Regions from separate parts of the Mus musculus genome. Here regions 1, 2, 3 and 5 are each linked to region 4. The links are chromatin contacts, called in public Hi-C maps. All regions are on one chromosome and are shown on one strand. The core of a region is the stretch at or near the end of the contact, and the rest is flanking DNA. Distances in the headings are between cores, read along the strand shown.

The links. Hi-C and Micro-C count contacts between places; a contact is called where the count stands out from the background.
Region 1: a Hi-C map of liver shows a contact between it and region 4, with 2.3 times the contacts expected there. The contact joins two enhancer-like sites. A contact is called at or near these places in 2 of 39 promoter capture datasets (the 3T3-L1 cell line and liver), 6 of 484 Hi-C or Micro-C datasets (the N1E-115 cell line, embryonic fibroblasts, embryonic stem cells and 2 more) and 3 of 115 datasets of contacts at active chromatin or transcription factors (cardiomyocytes, embryonic basal ganglia and hepatocytes).
Region 2: a contact with region 4 is called in a Hi-C map of liver, with 2.0 times the contacts expected there. The contact joins two enhancer-like sites. A contact is called at or near these places in 1 of 15 datasets of contacts at CTCF or cohesin (the NIH/3T3 cell line), 2 of 484 Hi-C or Micro-C datasets (the C2C12 cell line and liver), 2 of 115 datasets of contacts at active chromatin or transcription factors (embryonic stem cells and fibro-adipogenic progenitors) and 1 of 9 other capture datasets (embryonic stem cells).
Region 3: a Hi-C map of liver shows a contact between it and region 4, with 2.0 times the contacts expected there. The contact joins two enhancer-like sites. A contact is called at or near these places in 1 of 15 datasets of contacts at CTCF or cohesin (the NIH/3T3 cell line), 2 of 484 Hi-C or Micro-C datasets (embryonic stem cells and liver) and 1 of 115 datasets of contacts at active chromatin or transcription factors (cardiomyocytes).
Region 5: a Hi-C map of liver shows a contact between it and region 4, with 7 times the contacts expected there. The contact joins two enhancer-like sites. A contact is called at or near these places in 5 of 484 Hi-C or Micro-C datasets (cerebellar granule neurons, cerebellum, liver and 1 more) and 2 of 115 datasets of contacts at active chromatin or transcription factors (fibro-adipogenic progenitors and pancreatic cancer cells).

Annotation. Positions count from the first base shown.
Region 1 is chr16:24,873,000-24,875,804 of GRCm38.p6, forward strand. The region is part of intron 9 of Lpp (LIM domain containing preferred translocation partner in lipoma); the gene reads left to right. Among named protein-coding and RNA genes, the nearest start is that of Gm22672, 9.8 kb to the right of the region's middle. Within about 2 kb of position 1,357, at least 17 of the 459 cell types and tissues checked have an H3K27ac peak or open chromatin away from gene starts, as enhancers often do. A contact at or near this core is called in hepatocytes and liver, where this site is marked.
Region 2 is chr16:24,960,397-24,963,236 of GRCm38.p6, forward strand. All of the region lies in intron 10 of Lpp (LIM domain containing preferred translocation partner in lipoma), which reads left to right. Among named protein-coding and RNA genes, the nearest start is that of Gm52245, 20 kb to the left of the region's middle. Within about 2 kb of position 1,280, at least 40 of the 459 cell types and tissues checked have an H3K27ac peak or open chromatin away from gene starts, as enhancers often do. A contact at or near this core is called in liver, where this site is marked.
Region 3 is chr16:24,755,019-24,757,818 of GRCm38.p6, forward strand. All of the region lies in intron 7 of Lpp (LIM domain containing preferred translocation partner in lipoma), which reads left to right. Among named protein-coding and RNA genes, the nearest start is that of Mir28a, 71 kb to the right of the region's middle. Within about 2 kb of position 1,328, at least 4 of the 459 cell types and tissues checked have an H3K27ac peak or open chromatin away from gene starts, as enhancers often do. A contact at or near this core is called in liver, where this site is marked.
Region 4 is chr16:24,482,753-24,485,494 of GRCm38.p6, forward strand. All of the region lies in intron 3 of Lpp (LIM domain containing preferred translocation partner in lipoma), which reads left to right. Among named protein-coding and RNA genes, the nearest start is that of Gm24440, 78 kb to the left of the region's middle. Within about 2 kb of position 1,254, at least 28 of the 459 cell types and tissues checked have an H3K27ac peak or open chromatin away from gene starts, as enhancers often do. A contact at or near this core is called in hepatocytes and liver, where this site is marked.
Region 5 is chr16:24,198,573-24,201,299 of GRCm38.p6, forward strand. All of the region lies in intron 1 of Gm31814 (a long non-coding RNA gene), which reads right to left. Among named protein-coding and RNA genes, the nearest start is that of Gm32126, 40 kb to the left of the region's middle. Within about 2 kb of position 1,374, at least 76 of the 459 cell types and tissues checked have an H3K27ac peak or open chromatin away from gene starts, as enhancers often do. A contact at or near this core is called in liver, where this site is marked.

The sequences.
Region 1 (2,805 bases), core at 107-2,606, 390 kb after region 4:
TGAGACATCTCTCCAGCCCCAAAGGTGTTTTTCATTTTGTTATTTTTCATCTGTTTGAAACAGGGTTTCACTGTGTAGCCCTTGCTGGTCTAGAATTCACTGTGAAGATCAGGTTGGCCTCAAGCTCATGGAGATCCAACTGGCTTTGCCTCCCAATTACTGGAACTAAAGACATTTGTCACCACAACCTGCCAAGTTTGAAACTTTTACACGTCTGTGCCAGTCTACAGTCTACCCTGTGCCTCAGTTATGGTGCCTTACAGTAAACCTTGCTTTCAAACCGTTTACATCCTTCAGCAAGTTGAATATAGTGGTACGTGTCTCAGCCACTGTAGAGGCTATGGCAACAATGTTACAAGGTCAGTTCCACCCTGAGCAACACAGCATCTCCCTGTCCCACTTTCTTTTTTTGTGTAGATAGAGGATGAGAGCAAAATATCCACCTCTGTTATTGTCAAAATTGGTTGGACTGTTCTGCATCCTTTTGCATTCTAGAAGTGGCTTGTCAATTCATATTGATAAAGCCCGCAGGATTACTCATAATTCAAATGAGAAGCATTGACTCCTTAAAAGGACTTCCAAACCATGAACATGATGTATCTGTTCCTTGATGTAAGTGTTCTTTCATTTTGCTCGGTGACTTTTTTTTAATTTTAAACTATAGAAGTCTTATGTATATTTTGGATCAAAAGCTAGAAATAAAAGCCAAAATTATAAAGTTTTTATGAAAAAAAACACTCCCAAGAAAGTTCTTATGAAATTAGGGCAGTCAAAGATTTAATGTAGGATATACCCAAATAAATCTATTGAAAGATAAATTCAATTTCATCAACATTCTAAAAGCGTGTAAGTCCAGGACATGGAAACTCTTGACAAGAGAACTAAAATTTACATCCATACCAGCCAGGGCTTGAAACAAGACCCTGTCCTCAAAAAACGAAAAGCAGAAAAATCTAAAACTTGTTCTCAGAAGAAACCATTGAAATGTGAAACACCAAGCCATGCATCCAAAATGATATGTGTCCAGTATACAGAGAGCAGGTTTCTAACTCAATCAAAACAAAAAACAAAAGGAGGCAAAAGGTTTAAACAGATGCTTTTCTGGGAAAAATCATCAACTAAAAATATGCTTGGTATCTGTGGTCCCCAAGAAGAGACTTCCTAAAGTGTCCCCTTACTTGAGTTAGGAACAAATTCAAATTGAAGAGATTCGAGGCTCTGCCACGTCCCAGGCGCGAACTGGGATGTGAAATGGCTGAGATTCTCCTGAACTGCTGAGAACAGGATCGTACAATGGATACTTTTAAAAGATCTTAGCAGTGTCTTTAAAAATTAAACACACAGTAAACATAACCAAGCTTTTCTCCAACATGTTCGCCTAAAGCAAACAAAACCCCTGTTTTCACACAGACTTGAACATAGAGGTTGATGTCAACTTTATTTGTAGTAGTCAAAATTGGCAGTGGCCCAAGACTCCATCTGTAGGTGAAAGGACAAATTGCATCATCGTCACACAGTAAAATGGACACATAGGGAAATAAGCTGGTAAAATGTGAAAGACTGACTTGCTGAGGGTAGGGAGGAATGCCAAGAGAAAGACATGGGTGATAGTTCTGGCTTGGTCATGGTGTTAACTATAGCTTTTACATTTATTAAAAATAATCAAAACATTTACGTAAAATGGCCTTGGTTATTACATTTACAGAATATCCAAAAGTATAGTATGGCTTAGCAACTAAGAAGACTTGTTCCTCTTTGAACCAAGACATGGTTCCTAATACCCACACTAGTATTCACAGCCTCCTAATTCCAGTTCCAGGGGATCCAATACCCTCTTTTGGCTTCCGGGACACCTGCATGTACACAGTACACACACATGCAAGAAGGCACACATGCAGACACAGAAATAAAATTTTAAATTTTAGTATATGGAAATAAACACCATGAAGTACATTTCTATATTTTTTTTCCCGTTAGACTGAAGCATGCTTAAGTGAGGGTTAGTGAACCATACATACTGCAGAGTTTCCTCATTTCTGCACACCTTTTTTGGGCTTCTTTAGAAACAATAAGAACTTAAAGGCTGTTTATGCTTTTCCCCCTTAATATTTAAAGTTTGTGTGCACGTGCCTGATTGAACCTTATTTACCTAAGTAAAATATCCTGATGAAACTTTCCCAGTGCGGTCTACTTAGATTTTAAGAATCTGACCCATTCTTTCCCTCCCTCCCTTCCTTCCTTCCTTCCTTCCTTCCTTCCCTCCCTCCCTCCCTCCCTTCGTTTCTTCTTCTTCTTCTTCTTCTTCTTCTTCTTCTTCTTCCTCTTCCTCTTCCTCTTCCTCCTCCTCCTCTTCTTCTTCTTCTTCTTCTTCTTCTTCTTCTTCTTCTTCTTCTTCTTCTTCTTCTTCTTCTCTTCTTCTTCTTCTTCTTCTTCTTCTTCTTCTTCTTCTTCTTCTTCTTCTTCTTCTTCTTCTTCTTCTCCTCTTCCTCCTCCTCCTTCTCTCTGTCTCTGTCTCTCATTTCACTCTTTTGATCATCATGGACAGATTTGGGGTGAAATGTAGTGCTTCTAGTGACTCTGGCAGGGAGCATCAGTTGGTTATGTCCTGTAAAAGGCATACGGCTAAAGAAGCTTTTGAATGGAAATGGAGTCCCTGTTCTTCTTTTTTCTGTGTCAGCTTTGATTTGATTAGGTCTGAAAAGGGGAAACTATTCAGATACACTAAACAGAAGAGCATTAGCCCACCCCCTAGTCCTTGTGTTACTGTTAAATTTTGGTAGGTAAAAGGCACAGTACAACTCACCC
Region 2 (2,840 bases), core at 30-2,529, 480 kb after region 4:
TCTCAGTAGCCCAGCTCTTCAGCACGTGTCACAAAGGATGATGGAGTACATTTTGCTGTATCCCTCTTTGTAGATTTCATGTAAAGAGGTAACACTCTATGCAGGTCACTGCCTTAAAGAATACAGGACCGCTGTGTGAAAGGGCAGAAGAATGGAGAAAACAGTAACAGAGGTAACAGCTGTACGCCCTTGACCTTTGGAAAGGAAAATCTCAGAGCAGAGGTCCCAATTAATGAAGAGCAAGAACACAGAGAAGTTTGGGTTGGTTTCTGAGCGAAGACTGGAGAATGGGATACCTGTCTGCAAAGGGAAGGTCCCATAGGGATCCAGAAGGACCAAACTGTCCACTTAGAGCTGGCCTTCGAAAGCCTTCCCTCGTGTCAGAGCACAGACACTCAGAATGATCTCTTGAGCAATCTCCTCTATACTTTCTTTCCTTTGATAGTAAACACACCGTCTCTGTTAAAATCTGCTTCCCAGCTAAAACTGAACACAGACTCCAAACCACCAAATCACTTTGGACTTTTCTTTTCTTACACCCCACCAACAACTGGGATGGCATGCATTTGAACAAACCAAAAGTGATTTCGCTCTTCTAGTTTTCAGAGCTTTTTGGCTAAATGCAGAGTGAGAAATTCATACCTTTTTCAAACAGTGTGGGTTCTTTTTCCCAGTTCCTCTCATCCATCTGGTTCTCTGGAGGTCTTGGAATCCAGGAAAGTGTTAGTTCACTGTGCTGAAATCCAAAAAAGACTGCTAAACTGTGAAAGAAAATTTGCATTCCAGAGACACCAAAGGAGTTAGTCCACAACTCTGTGCAGCAAGGAGCAAACATCTGTATGTTCTGCCTCCTTTGTCTTTGAGGCAGTTGGAAAACCCTGTAGCATGGAAGAAACCCTGCATTCACTGAGCCTTTCCTACCTAGCTCATCTAAATGTAGTGCAGAGTACAGAAAGAAGAACCAAAACGTGTTAGTATTTTATTTCTAGTGTCAAAAATTATTACAGGCGAGATACCGTTTAGGAGAACAGCAAATCGCTCTGCAGCCTGTTGAGATTCCATTCCCGTGAATGGGTTCCTCAGCCGGGTGTGTGGCTCTCCCATCAGCGGGCCTGTACTCAATAGGAAACCACAATCACAGCCCTGACACTGGCATGTCACCGTGACCTTTCTAAGCCCAAGTGCTGCCTTTTTGTCTTCCATTGGCAGAAGTGTAATTAGAAGGACTTGTTTTCAACAGAAGCCAAGTGATTGCCAAATGTGCTCAAATGATCTCTAGAGGATCAGAGGTAGCTCACCGCCCTCTGGCTGTTCCCACTGCCACTCCCAAGAGTTAGAGGCTTAACTCTAACTCTTTTGAAAGAGATCAAGTTTGGTTCAAAGAAGCTTCTCTGTCACATGCATATGAACAAGGAGAAATCTTCCATGACCCTGGTGGTTGGCTCAGACCTCTCATGGCTGTAGTGTAGGAAATAATTGCAATCTACACATCAGGAAGAAAATAAGCACCACGCAGTCCTGGGTTTCAGAAAACAGGCACGTGAGCAGAATGGTACTAAGAACATTTCTAGTCTCTGCTCGCATATCATGATTCTAATGGATGATTCAGGGTGGTTTAATTCTGATCTGCAATGTGCACACAGGTGGTCATTACTGTGTATACACATAGCTGGAAAGAGCTTTGCTTAAACTCACATTTTAGAATGTTCCCCTAGATGGGTCAATTACCATTGATAATCAGATGGCGTTAAGCAAAAGGGTGTTGCCCTACTGACTGTGTGTATGAATAATTTCAGATCATTTATGCTCTTAGGGGAGGTTTTAACATTTTTTTGAGAGATACCCTCTTGCTGAGATGAAAACAATTAATCCTAAGACTAAAACACACCTAAGATGTTACTTTATTTAATGCAGTTCATTTTCTTCTCCATACAACAAATACTTTTTGCAGGCCTGTTATGATTGCATGCTGTTATAGAGGCTGATAACGTATTAGTCTTCAATGCCTAGAAACAAATAATGATACAGGCTGCCACTGGCAAGAATGATGAGAGGTGGGCCTTAGACAGCATGACATGAGAATCAGTGTCTGAGGTCCAGGCCAGACCCTCCTTTTCCATCACTGTGTATTCATTTTCTGCTCTCAAAGGCAGAGGTGCAGCACAGAAGCAATGAACAGTGGCTTTTCACTTGTGTTCATCTGGTCTTCTTGAACCATTTGCCACCACAAGTTTGGCACTTCGGAAGGCACCCAGTGATTGGATTGGGGCTAGGGAACACAGACGAAAGGATGTCATTAGGGTCCTGGATGTGACATCTTCATCAATGAGAGTAATACTGGGAAAAAACATCTTCCTAGTGACAGCATCCTGCTAAATAATGTGAAAAGGGACAAGAAGCCCCAAATTATATATTTGTGAGGTGTTCTGGGACGGCAGGATGCTAATGATGAGCCAAGGCATTTTGTGGGATGGCCACTACAGGGAGCTAGAAGAAACTTACTGATTAGCAGTAAGTGTGAACTAGAGAAAATCTTGTTTGCCTTTGGTGTAGAAGTCATAGATTCAAATCCTGATCACCTTAAGATGTGTAGCATAGAAATTCTCCATTCTGCCTCCCCTGCTGACTGCTCTGGAGATATCTGAGGTCTTGTGCATGCACAGTTAATGCCCATGTCTGGTGCTAGATTTTCTTTGGTGGAGATAAAGGCCTGGAGATTACTTTTTTTAATGAAGAAAAGTTATATAAGATCAACATTAAAGCTAGCATTACATACCAGAACTAAATCCTTCCTCCCACATATGGGATCTCAATTAACTATTAAAAATATATGGAGACAC
Region 3 (2,800 bases), core at 78-2,577, 270 kb after region 4:
GACATAAGTTCAAGGCCAGCCTCAGCTATTTGGTGAGACTCCCATCTAAAACAAACAAACAGCACAGCAAATGCTTCTCAGAAAGAGAACCATGTTATAATTTGTGTCTTAGAGGCATTAGAGACTGAGGGCGCCACTGGAATTAAGCATGTATCCAGTGTGTCCATGCATTTGTTGTCTGTTCTGTGAGGAAAAATACAGGTCTGATGTTGCAGTTTTCTTAAGGGGACAACAATTCATTCACTGATCAATGTCTTTCTAAATTTCTGCTGTGGACTATGATATTGTAAACTATTTAGGGTGTCTTGTTGAGTAAAAGTGACTGGCCCCCTTCCCTTGAGAAAGCAAACACGTATACAAATGATAATAAAGAACAGGAGAGTTTGGAGCTGAGACGAAAGGATGGACCATCTAGCGACTGCCATACCCGGGGATCCATCCCATAATCAGCCTCCAAACGTGACACCATTGCATTTGACAGCAAGATTTTGCTGAAAGGACCCTGATATAGCTGTCTCTTGTGAGGCTATGCTGGGGCCTGGCAAACACAGAAGTGGATGCTCACAGTCAGCTATTGGATGGAACACAGGGCCCCCAATGGAGGAGCTAGAGAAAGCACCCAAGGAGCTAAAGGGGTCTGCAACCTTATAGGTGGAAGAACAATGTGAACTAACCAGTACCCCTGGAGCTCCTGTCTCTAGCTGCATATGTAGCAGAAGATGGCCTAGTCAGCCATCATTGGGAAGAGAGGCCCCTTGGTCTTACAAATTTTATATGCCTCAGTATGGGGGAATGCCAGGGCCAAGAAGTGGGAGTGGGTAGGTAGGGTCTTAGAGGACTTTTGGGATAGCATTTGAAATGTAAATGAAGAAAATACCTAATTAAAAAAATAATAATAAAAAAGAGCAAAAAATAAAGAAAGAACAGAAGAAATGAGATATACTCAGAGAGAGAGAGAGAGTTCAGGTCAAGTTATTTTGAACTTAAGAACTAGACAGTTAATCTGAGAGAGGATTCGGGCCAACGTTTCTTTAAGAACCTGATACTTGTTTAACCAAAATCAATGTCTGAAATGTGAGAGAACTTGGTACCTTGGATATGGATGAGAGCTTGTATGTGGCATGTCGGTCAGACAAGAAATGAAGTGGCATAGGACATTATCCTTACTAACTTCGTGAAGACTTTTAAATGACAAAGTAATGAGACTGTATACGTGTGAGGGAGAAATCCCTCCAGCTACAGGGAATGATTTTCTAGGGGTGGACCAAACGTCTGAGGGAGCTGGAGAAGAGCAAGAGCTTTCTTAGTAGATATTGCGAAATGTGGACATATCTGACGTAGGACACTCCCTGAGTCGTAGCCACATTCAGTGTTTAAACAGTAACAAGGGAACGTCTCACCAGATCAACATCTGTTATGGAAAGCTTTTTGTTTTCTATAACATACGGAAAATATGTTTTCCTAAAAAACATATAAGGCATTCAAGTCAATAGATGAAAAGAGTAAATTGAACATGCAAGTCTAGGGTTCAGAATACAGATAAACTCTGGAGAGAGAAACTGTTAAGAACTTTTGTGATATTGATCATGTTTCGAGCTGTAGCTATGGACCTAAAGAGAGAAGGTGCAGAAAAGAGATTATGTAGCAGATTAAGGGCTCATGGGCAGCATGGTGATTATTTTCATTGTTACTAATTTATGTTAAGATTAGATAATTATTTGTAATGACATGAAATTCTGTTTAATCCAGATATGTAGATTTCTGTACCCTTAGACTGAATAAGTGATAAAGATGAAAACATTCTCAGGGGTAGTAGATTAATGTCTCATTTTCAGTGGTTCTCAGCTGGAATGGATGTACCTAGTGACCAGGGGGAGATTGGAAAGTGATAGTCACCTATTGGTCATCTTATTTGTTTGTTTGTTTGTTTGTTTGTTTGTTTGTTTATTATGAGGCAGGGTTTCTCTGTATAGTCCTGGGTGTCCTGGAACTTACTCTGTAGACCAGGCTGGCCTTGAACTTAAAATCTGCCTGCCTCTGCCTCCCATGTGCTGGGATTAAAGGCGTGTGCTACCACTGCCTGGCTTGTCATCATCCTTATTATGGGGCACTATCAACATTGAATGAGCCAGAAGTCAACATGTCTATTGTAAGCCTTAAGGGCACAGGTAGTGCTCCTTGAGAAGATGTCACTAGCTGTTGGCCACAGCTCTTCCTCTGGGCCACTGACAGGATGATGCCTGGGTCTCTCTGTGTTCTCTCCTCCCCAACTCTCCCTTCTCTGTGTTAAATAACTATGTCTACTCACCAGTCCAATCCACTTTAAAGTAGAAGATAGTTCTCTCTGTTCAGGTTGCAAATCTCTTTTCTGAGTCTGGTGGCTCACCTTCCTTAGCCTCTATGTGAAGCCTTTATGGATGAGTTCTTCAACAATACTTGCTCGAGCATGTCCCTTTTATTGTTCTTTGGTCCTGCTTTGGGGAATCCTAATTTAAGGCCATCTTCCCCAACTTATCATTTGTCTCAAATATATTTTCCTGGGAAACTTGTAATTCTAAAATAACAAGACTTAATTTTAACTTCCTAATTTCATTGTCTGTTAAGTTACAAGATTCTATTGAATTTGGAATTTTTGTTTAATTTTATACTGTCATTTTAGGAGGCAAACTTGTTATTTATTTTTTTAAACCAAGCATCTTGGATGTTGCTATATAGGTGAAGAATCTCTTTCCTTTCAGGCTGAAGGTAGCCATCATAATTTCCAATAGAAGTGTGTGTGTGTGTGTGTGTGTGTGTGTGT
Region 4 (2,742 bases), core at 4-2,503:
GATTGGTGTTTTCAAGGGTCTGCCGAGAGGTCCAGCCAGTCCCGACCTTGTCATTACAAGAAGCTCATTCTTGAAGCAAAGCCAGGGAAACAGATGTTGCAAGAGAGCGGGCTTTTCTGGAATATTCCTGTGATCCCCGTGCTCAGTGGTCAGTGCTTCCACCTAGCCATCACGCTCTCCCATGGCTGCATGGTAAAATCACCTGGGAGCTTTGGATTCATAACCATGGTTAGGTTTCCCCTTTTAGGTTGGTACTGGAATGGGCTGGGTTGAGGCCCTGGGTCTTAGCTTTCTTCTGCCTGTCTCCTTAGGGAGGAGAACACCTGCTTCTTGTTTTCATTCCTTTTTTTGATGTTTTGAAACCAGCAACCAGTCAATATCACAATGTTACTTACTGAGAGTTTATTTACTGAGCCCTTTTCAGGTGTCCAAGGCAGTGGAGAGGATGGTATAAGAACGGCATGAGTGTACGTTGAATCGAGTGGGCCATCCAGACTGTATCAGTGAGAGCCACCTGAAGACAGAGCAGTGGCCTTTGTCATCTTCCCTTCTTCACTACTTACCTCCACACCAGATTGGCAACCCTGGCCGGATGTCATTTCCAGTCATGAAGTGTCATTCCCCACAGTTGTACTCCGGAGCATACCATGTCTTGTTTACAGTGACTGGGATATTTGTTTGTAGTGTCTCCCTTTTGCTTCCTGCACCAACTTGAATTTACAAAAGATCCACTTCAGTTGTCATGCTCCCTAGGCGCATCCAGTGCATACAGTGACAGTCTGCCTTTCTGCTGTGGAAATACCCAAAGTCCGTCGCCTGTCACTGTGTGTTCTCTCCAAAATTAAGGTCATTCTTCATTGCCCCTGGGTGCCAGCCAGCTGAGCTGTACCCTGGCCTTGGATCTGTCCCATCCCGACTTGTTCCGGTACCTCCTGGTGGTGGAACACTCACTGTCCTGAAGCCACCTGTCATTTTCCCAGCGAGAAATAATCTTCCCTTCACTAGAGCCACACACTGCTCCGAGGGGGAACATTTAGGACTCATCACATTGTACCTCGAGCGTCTGCCACTGTCCACTTCAGGAGGGTGGGGTAGCCTCTGCTTACTTCTGGCACCTTCTGCCGTGCCAGGAACATGGGACTCATTCCAGCATGGATTCCATGAGTAACTGGATCACTTTTAGTCCATCGCAGCAGTTGTACAGAGTTAGCCTCCTGAGCTCTTGGAAGCTCCGGCGAGCATGTGCAAAAGGTCTACTGTGAGGAAGCAAAATCCAGTGACCTAGTTACAGCCTGTTCCCTGCACTCGTGCCTCTGAGGCAGCCCCAGCTTCAGCTTGAAGAGAGATGCTGTCTCTTCAAGGTGCTGGTTGTTGGCATATCTTCCTATGGGGCCACCACCTTCTTCTTTTCTTTTAAATATGATAACAATGAAATGTCATGTAGAAAATCCAATAATTGCTGACTAGAAATCAAAAAGAAAACAAAACTCACCGTGAGCACTTCTAGTTAGAGCTATGAAGCCTGCGCTTGTTTGATCGATGTAGCATTGTAGGGGTATCCTGTGCTGGTGTGTGTCAGTAATAACTGGTAGAGATGGTCGCTGGTTCTATAGGTAGACTGTTTTCATTCTCAGCACAAAAACTGAGCTACAACACATACTGTCACCATTGCTCTGGTGCCAAAGTGGATTTCGTGGTGGCATAGTGATTAAATATCTAGTATTTCAAAGGGCTTGGGTGTCCTTTTTGTGCCTGAGCTGTGCCCCAGCAGCAGCTATATGAAGAAAGCTACAGAACAATGAAATCAACGCGACTGGAGTTCAACACACCGTTTCTGTAGCATTTGGTGTGTAACCTTATGACGGGCAGGGTGTGGCCGACAGTGGGTGCTGGGAAGGCATGCTCTACCCTCTTTTTCTGTTTGGGATCCTAAGAGATTCCAAGGGCTTTTGTTCCTTTGAGGGAAGGTTCTGGAAGACTACAGCTGTCCCTATATTATCCTCATTTATAGTAATGGATCTTAGCTGAGCCAAGCTACAAATGGCAGGAGAGATTTCAAAGAGCATTGCCTAGTGGGGCTGCAGCTCAGTGGCAGAGCCTCTTTAGACCTTGGAGTCAATTCCAAGCACCGGAAAAGAAGAGAAAGAAAGGATACCGCCTTCCAGTGTGCCATGTTTAGCCTAGAGGTGTCTGGGATGGACAGTAAGACTTGGAGCATAGATGCCCTGCCACACCCTGAGGGCAAACGTGTGCTTTTTCCTCTGGAGTCTTTTGTTTTCTTCTAGTTTGCATTTTATTTTGTTCTCTTTTATTTCTAGATGGTCTTATCACTTGAATGATTTCTAAGCACTATAGTGAATTTGAAGCAGGGCAGGAAAATACAAAGTAGAAAATAAAATTTACCCCTGAATACATTCTGCTTTAATGATCGTTGTTAAATTTTTGGAAAAAAGTTTTCTAGCACCCTCGCCCCCCCCCCATTCCTTCCTACTCTCTCTCTTCCCCAGTGTGTCTAAATGTGCACGTGTGCACGTGCTCACATGTATGGCTATGTTTACAGTTTATTTATGTGAGGCATAAATAACCACAGTTTTCAATGCCATGAACTTTTTTACTAAAATGATATGTCTTGTACATTGTTTTTCTTTAAAAACAAAAGATAATTTTGCGTATGACTGTTTTGCTTCCATGTTTGCCTGTGTGCTGCTGTGTATTTGGTGCCTGCAGAAGCCAGAAGAGGGC
Region 5 (2,727 bases), core at 124-2,623, 280 kb before region 4:
TTTTTTTAGAACAGTATTTTTTAGGGGTTCAAAAAGCTTGCATGTAAAGAATTCCAAAGCTGAATGACCATCCAGAGACTACCCCACCTGGGGTTCTATCCCATATACAATAACCAAACACAGAAACTATTGTGGATGCCAATAAGTACTTGCTGACACTCTGCCAATGCCTAACAAATACAGAAGTGGATGCTTATAACCATCCATTGGACTGAGCACAGGGTCCCCAATGAAGGAGCTAGAGAAAGGACCCAAGGAGCTGAAGGGGTTTGTAGCCCCATAGGAGGAACAACAATAGGAACCAACCAGTACTGCCATAGCTCCCAAGGACAAAACCAAAGAAAACACATGGTGGAACTCATAGCTCCAACTGCATATGTAGCAGAGAATGGCCTAGTCGGTCATCAAGGGGAGAAGAGGCCCTTGGTTCTGTGAAGGCTCTAAGTCCCTGTGTAGGGGAATGCTAGGGCCAGGAAGAGTGAGTGGGTAGGTTCATGAGCAGGGGAGGAGGGAAGGGGTAGTGGGTTTTCAGAGGGGAAACCAGGAAAGGGGATAACATTTGAAATGTAAATAAAGAAGATATCTAATTTAAAAAGTTAGGAAACTATGAAAAATAAAAATTAATTAATTAATTAATAATTCAAAGCCAAGTGTTCTAGTAGTCCATAAGGAGTCATGCTGCAGGCTCTTCCTGATGATACTCTGCATACATTCTATCATTTGCTCTTCAAAGCCAGCCTGGGAAATAAAGTGTCAGGAAGACCTTCCTTTACCAGGTGGTAGAAAATCAAGATGCTAACTGGCCGAGCCACTGGTCAAAAACCTCAGGTAGTGGAGATAAGGCTGTGTGTTAGCCCAGAACCCTCACTGCTACCCGGAACTATCCGTTACTACTATGCTCCCAGGCATTCTTCACTGCCCAGGACAACATCCTTTAGCCTCTGGCAGCCAGCTCTGAAGGCCTGGATCAGGGTCATGGCCCCAAGTTCCCCAGACGAATGGAGTGGCATAGATCACCCAGAGCAGCAGGAGAGCCTCGGGTATCAGCTGACTCGCTCACCTGACGTTGTCGGCTCTCTGATGCTCTGGGAGCCAGAGCTGGCAAAATGAGCTCGGGAACCCTCTCCTGACTTCTTATTCTTCTAGAGACTTGGCATTCAAAAACCAAAGAGATTTCCACAGGTCCATCGCCACAGACGTGATTAGGAATTATTTTGTGAAGCCACCTACTAATCCTGCATCCTACTGGCCAAGGTTGGGCAGTTAACAGTTTCTTTAGGGACTTCCATTAGCCAACCTAACCGATAAAGTCCAGAGGGACTAAAGCAGAAAGAAATGTGACGGCCTATGAGTCACTCAGTCTCGACCTTCAGCATGTTTTGAAAACGCATTGTGAAATGCTTTCCAATCAATACAGCGCTGGGCAGTAACAAGGCTGGGTGGGGGTTGTGCAAGAAGGGAAGCGGACCATTTATGCTGGGTCATTTGAGAGGCTCCAAGTTCTTACTGAGAGAAGGACCTAAAAACACAAGGTCCCCATAACAGCGTTTAAACGGAATCACAGAAAACCAAGCACCAACAGGGAACAAAAGTGGACACCTTTCTTCTCGGCAGAATAGCGAAATGGGTGGCTTATATTTACACCCCCAAGCTAGAGAGTCTATTCCTTCCTGTCAAAGTCCAAGACTGGTGTTAACCCCAAATGGCTGCTAGACGCTTCCATGCTGCCGACAGCAGCCTAACCTTCAGGCATTGCGAGCAAGTGAGTGATCTAGCAAGTGTCTGAGGTGAAGGAAGCAGCTGGTGAGAGGCAGGTGCACAGAACGCGGAAGCTGAAGATGGCTCAAGGTCCACCTGCCACTTGCAAGGCCTCTGACTGTGGGAGCAGTCACATTCCCTGTCAGACCCTTTTCTTTCTACCAAGGAGAGAAGGCATCTGCCCCATGGATCACATGAAACTTGAAAGTGATGAGGGCCATGCAGACTCTTTGCAAGCTCCACATGCACACAGAGGACTATTATTAGTGGAAACCCATCAGCATGATTTTGCAAAGGCAGATGGAAAGAATTTCCCACTTAAAGAATGGCACTCAGGTATGACTTTGTGGTTAGAGGCCAAAACCAATCCTGAAGATGAGCCTGTACACATGACAGAGAACATTTGGGTACCAGTTGGTGCCAGGCTCAATTAGTTGCTAGCTTGGGTGCCTGGGAAATGCTTAACAACTGTTTCTACAGTGGTTAAAAATAAATAAATAAATAAAAATATAAGATTGGCTGTAAGTATTTGCACCACAGCGCTATTGAGGCCACAATATCAGTAACACGGGGTAAGGAAAAAAGGCCCACAGCTGGCCCACACGTGTAAGTACAGCCAGATCAGGCTCTGCTCCCCACTAGAAACATCTGAAAGATTAGTTGGTACAAGTACTTTGAAAGCCCATTCGACTCATGCCACCTGAGTTTTAACAAACAAAGCCGCTCCATGTCTTCCTCTAAAGCTTCAAATGAGAATTCGTACTTTTATTTAAACTTGTCCTGGTCATTGTTGCAGAGAATCTTAACTGTGTCTTTGTCAAAATTGTTGGTTCCTAAACCACAAGCCTGACATTGTGCGTATGTGTGTGGAGGAGGGGGGAGGGTCAGGGGAACCCTTGGTTTTCAAATCTAAGGACTGAAGAGTTGATCAAACAGGATAGGATGGAACAGTACAGGGAAGAGGAGAAA